Linked DNA regions of Mus musculus: region 1 is linked to region 2. Evidence: chromatin contacts called from public Hi-C data. All regions are on one chromosome and are shown on one strand. The core of a region is the stretch at or near the end of the contact, and the rest is flanking DNA. Distances in the headings are between cores, read along the strand shown. Region 1 has its middle 110 kb from the start of Platr5. Region 2 holds the start of Platr5 (pluripotency associated transcript 5).

What was found. A called contact is a pair of places that touch in the nucleus more often than the background predicts.
Region 1: a Hi-C map of uterus shows a contact between it and region 2, with 5 times the contacts expected there. The contact joins the enhancer-like site here to the promoter of Platr5 in region 2. A contact is called at or near these places in 1 of 15 datasets of contacts at CTCF or cohesin (embryonic stem cells), 12 of 484 Hi-C or Micro-C datasets (the HL-1 cell line, the Patski cell line, embryonic fibroblasts and 4 more) and 2 of 115 datasets of contacts at active chromatin or transcription factors (extraembryonic endoderm stem cells and fibro-adipogenic progenitors).

The regions. Positions count from the first base shown.
Region 1 is chr1:88,865,502-88,869,033 of GRCm38.p6, forward strand. No RefSeq gene overlaps it. Among named protein-coding and RNA genes, the nearest start is that of Platr5, 110 kb to the left of the region's middle. Within about 2 kb of position 1,775, at least 5 of the 459 cell types and tissues checked have an H3K27ac peak or open chromatin away from gene starts, as enhancers often do. A contact at or near this core is called in uterus, where this site is marked.
Region 2 is chr1:88,753,589-88,757,071 of GRCm38.p6, forward strand. Platr5 (pluripotency associated transcript 5) reads left to right here and starts at 1,302. Exons shown (of 3, transcript NR_040493.1): 1 at 1,302-1,370; 2 at 1,496-1,702; 3 at 1,946-2,145.

The DNA of each region.
Region 1 (3,532 bases), core at 525-3,024, 110 kb after region 2:
GTGGAGACTCAATAAACATGAAGGCTGTATGCAGACACAGCTTGGAGGAAGGAATGCCAGAGGCAGGGGAGGAGGATGACAGACATCAGCTTGGGCACAGTCGTGGTGGATGAAGAAGCCGATTATCTCCAGGCCTAGGGTGGCAAGGCCCGAAGGGGAGAGGCTGGTGTTTGTCGGGGCTCCTCTCTACGTGGGTGGTGGGGGCAGCTACATCCTGCATGTGGGTGGTCCCTGGCTTCAAGGAGGGAAGGCTGCTCCACCTGAGAGGGAGGAGGGGAGGTAGAAAAGGGGAAGCTGCAGTAGAGAGGCTGGGAGCAGGCCAGGCTGCCTCCACCACCTGAGAGCACCAGGCTCTCTCTGTTCTGTTTTTGCAGACGCTATGCAAGATCCTTCCAGAATAGTCTCCTGCCTTCGCCACTGCACAGCCTAACCAGCCTCAGACTGGGGGGTGGAAGAGTAACTGAGCAGCCTGTTGGAACAATGATGGAGGACGATGGGACAGGGGAGAGCTCTGTCAACCAAGCACTTGCCAGGCAACCTTGAAGACCTGAGTGTGATTCTCAGAAACGATGCAAGAAAGCCTGCTGTGGTGGCAGATGCTTGGAGGACAGAGGACAGAGGACAGAGGACAGAGGACAGAGGACAGAGGACAGAGGAGGATCCCTGGATCTTGCAGGCAGCTCACCTGACCTACCTGGTAAGATCCAGGTTGGTGAGAGATCCTTGTCTCAGAATAGTTGAGCGGCCTAAAGAATGACACCTGAGGTCACATGCAACACGTGTGTGTGCGTGTACACACCTAAACACACACACTCTGATGCTGGCTTTACTGCCCTCTGTTTGAGATAGCTAAGGAGGTCTGCTAAGTAGAGCATTGCCTGTCAGTTCATAAAATATCACAGATGGCTAGAGGATTGTCTTAGGTAAGCCTGTCCCTAAATTAAATTCTATCCAATAAACATAGTTCAAAGAAAGAAAGAAAGAAAGAAAGAAAGAAAGAAAGAAAGAAAGAAAGAAAGAAAGAAAGAAAGAAAGAAAGAAAGAAAGAAAGAAAGAAAAAAAGAAAGAAAGAAGAAAGGAATTTATGTTTTGTCTCTCTTTCCTAAAGTTGTTTTTTATTCCTGTTGTTATTGCTACATTTCAGGCCTGGGACAGGGGGCTGAGGTGCATATTTTACACACCAAAGCAGACCAGGCCTCCAGGGTTTTCCAGCACCCCTCAATCCCATACCCTGCCCCCATCCCTGAACACTCCAGCCCAGGGGCGGTGGGGCCCGTCCCCAAAAGGCTCATCCCAATATAATCCAGACATTTTGTGCTCTCCTTGTTTCTCTTCTCTTCTCTCTCCTCTTTCTCACCCTGCCTGGGCTTTCTCTCTTGCCCTTCCCCTCTTTTTCCCCTCCCTATGGCAATAGACCTGCATGTACATATTTTAATCTGGCTTGAATTGGTTCATTTCACTGGCAGAGAAAAACCTACCAGCTATTATTTTGTGTTCATTCTTTGCTGATTTCATACATGTTAACAGTTCATTCTGGGTACCACCCCACTGCCATGCTCCTACCCACCTCCCTCCTCCCTACCTGTCACTTTCCTACATTCAAGACTTTGAGGTTTATTGTGCTTTACCATTTGCTTTATCAGAGCCATGTGTGCAGCTGTTGGGTTGGGACTGACTCTGGAGCCTGATGGCATCACCAGTAAGAACACAACTGAAGGCAGTAAATCTTTTGAGTTTATTCCTAGGAAATAGTTCAGCAGTGAAAAATAGGGCCTAGGCCCCTCCTCCACTCCCTGAACTGTCCATGGGCCAATGCAGACCCAGAACAGGCTTCCATAGCTGTCTATGGTTTCCATGGCTGTATCTTGCCCAGGAGATGTCGTTTCTCAGCTGTCTGGCCATCTTCTGGCTCCGACGGTCTCCTCCCACAGTATAACATCTGTGTCTCCACAGTTTTGATGGGAGCTGTAGGCTCTGCCTCCATAAATATGATTTAATAGAACTTTGATCCATCTTCAAAAAAAAAAAACTGAGCTGCATTTTGAGAGAACAGCCTGCTAGAAATCCAACTTCCGAGGGAGAAAATGGCTTCCTGCTTAGCCTCAAATGGCTTTGGCCGTGATTAGGTTTCAGTGTGAAAAATAAATGGGGCAGCCTGTTCAAGGCAAGAAGATGAGGAGAATGGAGAAGCACCAGGACCTAGGCAATTATAAGCAAGTCATCATATACCCTGAGCCCCGTGTCCCCACACAGAACCAGAGGAGTAAAGAGTAGGCAGCCTCCTCAAACCAACTCACCCAGGTCCCCAAATCCACAGGTCTCAGCACAGGGGGGACCTGAGGGTAAGCAGAGCAGTGCCTGGCTCAGAGTCACGCCTGTTCTGCATCCCATCCATACGTCATCCAGGCTCTGTCAGGACACTGTGCCTGGTGAACTAACACTGTTCTCGACATGGCTTTCCCTGCCATCTTCTTTGCATCTGAGTCTTTCAAGTCTGACTATCACAACAGTAACTAATAAAACAACACCAAAGATTGTTTATTCTTGATGTGCAAATCCTCTGGGCAAAGGGCTGGGACGGTCTGTTGTGGTGTGAATTTGGGATGTCCTTCATGGGCTCAAATATTTGAACTTGATCTCCAGCTGGGGACAGTGTTTGAGGAGGTTTGGGGAAGCATTTAGGAGGTGGGGCCTCACTGGAGGCAGGCCTCAGACCTTTCTATCCATCCCTACTTCCTCTTCACTCTCTGCTTTCGGAGCACATATATGGCGTGATCAGCCAGCTGCCTCTTCCTGCCACCACCTGCATTCCCTACTTGCTGCCATGTTGTCCTTCCAAGATGGACTGTGTCACTCAGGAACCATGAGTCAAAATGACCCCTCCCTGTTGAAGTTACCCTTGTCAGAGTATTTTGTCATAGAAATGAGAAAGGAGCTATGGCATAGTTGTACCCACTGGTGTGACCCACACTTACCTCTGTGTGCCTCACACAGAGAAGCCATGTGCTGCACAAACATTGTGCACACACAAATGCTTCTGCTTCTGCACACATATGGGGGAGTCGTTCAGGGGCCTATAGCTGGACAGCAGCACACAGCCCGTTCCTCCTGTCATCGTGGGCTCTATTGATAAGACATAATGGGGGAGCAAAGACAAAAAAGACGGTGAAGGCAATGGGGAGGAGATGGAGAAGGGGGTGCAGAAAGAGAAAGAGGAGGACAAAGAGGAAAGAGTGATGGAAGGAGATGCAGATGGGAAGAAGAGGGGATTGGAGGGAAAGGGGGCAAGGAAACAGTTGGGGAGGAGGGCAAGGAACCCATCAGCACATCCATGACCTCACATACTTATCTGACTTGTAAATCAGACTTTTCAAAACTACTGTCTTCATAGCTACGAAATAAGCATTATGTCATTTTAAACCGCAGTCACTATGCTGTGCAGATCAGTGATTCTTCCCAATTCACCGAATCTCTGCACCTTTTGACCAAGATCTTCCATACCTGGGGTGGCTGCCTTTCTGTCCTCTGTTCT
Region 2 (3,483 bases), core at 52-2,551:
CATAACTTTTCCATCTCGAGAGTTTTACCAATAACAAGATGTCAGACTTCTGGGAGCAATAAAAACCAACAGATTCGGTGAGGATGCTCCCAACTGCTTCTCCTGGGTGCTTCTTCATTTTCACAAGACACACCCCAGCAAGGCCAAACTTGCCCAGGATGGATCAGCCTTCAGAAATTAGGGGGTGCTGGGGAGAGGGCTTAGGGGTAAAGAAGTTTTCTTGGTCTTCAGCCCTAGAGCTCACGCAAAAGCCAGGGTGGGGGCCTGTGCTTGCAATCCTAACACTGTAGAGGCAGAGACAAGCTGATCCTGGACCCTCCTTGGCCAGCAAGCCTAACACCTGGTGGGTTCCAGGCCAGTAAGAGACCCTGTCTCACAAGTGTGATGAATGGTGCTTGAGAAATGACATCCAGGGCTGATTCTCTGACCTTAAATGGATATCATATAGCTGTGTGTGTGTGTGTGTGTGTGTGTGTGTGTGTGTGTGTGTGTGTGTGTGTGAGTGGGGAAGTGGGTGAGCAGAGACAGTCCTTGCAAAACAAGTGGGGATCAGAAAGTAAATTATGTCCTTAATTACACTTGGAAATATTTAGTCAGGTGTGTTAGTACACACCTTTAATGCCAGCACTTGGGAGGCAGATGTAAGGGCATCTAAGTGAGTTTGAGGCCATCCTGGTCTACAGAGTGAGTTCTGGGGTAGCCAGAGCTACATAATAAAGAGATTCTGTCTCAACAAAAACCCAACCAACCAACCAAACAAACAATTGGAAATTGTTTTTAAATTGTTTATTAAAGAAGAAAATCACATCCCACTTTCCATAGCTACTCAAGAACCCAACACAAACACATACCCAACAGAGAACCTAAGCTCAGACAGCATGAGCAGCCGTGCCTTGGCAAGCTGGGCAGGAACGTTCATTCACACAGAGATGCTCTAGGGACTTAATCAGTATCCCAGGCCTTGTGCAGAATGCACACCTTGATGCCTTCCCCCACGGCCCTGCAGATTTGCCAGACTAGAATTCCACCTTCAGTTCATCTGCTGGGCTCTAACTCACCAGAGACTCTATTTCCAGGTGAATTGTGTGACTTGACTATTCCTCTCAGAACCTGGCAGGTATCCTTCAGGGCCGGCAAGGGTGAGGTTCTCCCCCAAACTCTTTATAAAGTATCTATTTTGATGTTCTCCTGGAGGGTCACTGTGGTGGTTTGAATATGCTTAACCCAGGGAGTGGTGCTATTGGGAGGTGTGGTCTTGTTGCAGTAGGTGTGGCCTTATTGGAGGAAGTGAGTCACTGTGAGGGTGGGCTTTGAAACCCTCCTGCTAGCCACATGGCATCCAGTCGGCTCCTGGATTCCTTTGGATGAAGGTGTAGTAGAACTCTCAGCTCCTCCTGCACCATGCCTGCTTGGAAGCTGCCATGCTTTCCGCCTTGATGATACTGGACTGAACCTTTGAACCTGTAAGCCAGCCCCAATTAAATGTTCTTTTTAGGAGTTGCCTTGGTCATGGTGTCTGTTCACAGCAGTGGAAACCCTAATTCAGACAGTAACCTAGCAGCCTCCCCTGACTCTAAACAACATGATGGGCTGACAGATAATGTCTTTCTCGCTGGAGGTCTTGGCCACCCCCAAACCCAGCTGAAGAGGGAATTGGTCTGGAGCAAAGCCTGTGAGCCAAAGGTGTGTGTGCTGATCCGAGGTAAGAGGAAATAAACATGGAGCCATGTTTTTCTTTTCTCCCAGACGGGTAAGAGAGAGTCTAGGCTCAGTCCTAAGCCAGGCATGGCCGCCAGCCACCATAATTCCCAGGCTGAACCATGGAAAAGTAAATCTTATGCCCCAGTCCAGCTAATTCTTAATAAAAAGGGAGGAACTGTGCCCTCCCTTAGCCTTGTGTGGGCTGAATCAGACCTTGTCTGCCACAGTTGGTTATCTCCCCTAGGATGGAGTCTTCTGACCGAGGTGAAGTCTATTGTCCTGCCACATCTGCAGCTTCCTGCAAGAAGCCACCACCTGCTGAGCAGCTGAGCTTGCTTTCCTGACGAGATGCTGACAAAGCAGGAAGGAGATCCTGGCAAAGAGGGGGATGGATTTCCCCCCCTTTAAAAATTCAGACTCAAGAATTAAAGTTGAACCTTGATCAGAGAACTTGGTCTTGGCTCCTTATTTCTCTTGCTGTCCTTCCCATCCATCGCCAGCTTTCTTTTCAGGAACCCAGTACCCCGTGGCTGCTGTCGGCTACAGTCTCACTCTCTCCATCCTCCTTGGGAGATTCATCTTGTCCCTGTTTCCTAAGCCCCTGTAAGAAGTAGTTGTAAATTTTCTTACAAACCTAATTTTCTGCCCGGAGATCATAGCAACTTATCTGTTTCTCAGTCCTGCCTGTTTTAAAATCAGCTTTCCCCAATACTCCTGTGGTTCCAATCTGTGGGCAGTAATTTGACACTAACCACAAAGAGCCAGTGTCCCTCTCCCCCACCCCCGCCCCCATGATAAACTTATATCTCAGGAAAAAATAAACAAACAAAAGCAAAACAAAACAAAAAAAAAACCCAAACTTTACATGGTCAAAGAGTTACATAACATTTAATTATCAACTTTCTTGAAATTAAGAGAGGAGCTGTTGGAAAGCGAGCTACCGGCCAGCAGGAGTGATGACTATTGGCTCAGGAGGGTTAACTGCTGAGCCAGACACTGCTTTCAATGCCTTTTGGTGGGCAAAATAAAGATAGTTCTCAGTAGCTACCTTCAGTGAGAAATGAAGACAGACCTGTGCTCAAGGCACAGAAAAGGAAGACAGAACTAACTCTCCACAATCTTATCTATCCTCAGGAGAGGGGACATGGCAGAGCTGGGGTGTGGGGATTTCAGGGCCAGGTCCCACTCTAACCATTTGGCCGCATGATATGTTTGCTGTGCAGGATGTGTGAAAGCCAGAGGCAGAGGTACTTGTCACTGTCGTCAGGAAAAAAATCTACCAAAGACAGAAAAATTATCTGGAGGCTCCAGCGCACTTGCCCTGCTTCAGACACAAACATAATCAGTTACTCCCGCTATTGTGTCCAAAATGATACCGGGATGTATATGTCTTAATTCTCAGAAAATTAAGCATTCGACTGTTGAAGCCACATGACTTCTCTCACACAAATTAGATTTCCTCCACCCCAGGGATTCTGACCCATAGCGTTGTCACTTCCGCCAGGGCCACAAGGGGGTGCTGTGGACGACCAGCCCGAGTTGATGGAAGGAGGCCCATTCACTTCCCCTGTAGGAGCCAGAGCCACACTGTGACATTTCAGTCAGTTTAACACCACTCAGCAACATTTCCAACCACTCTGAGGGTGTGAGCCTCCGGGCTCCACTGAGTATAAAAGCTCCCCTCAAAAGGGACATGAGAGCCAAACATGTGTTCCTAATGGGCACACCAGGGGTGACAAGGGCTCTATTCCATTGCTAGGACAACCCTGCTCCCGGGCTGGC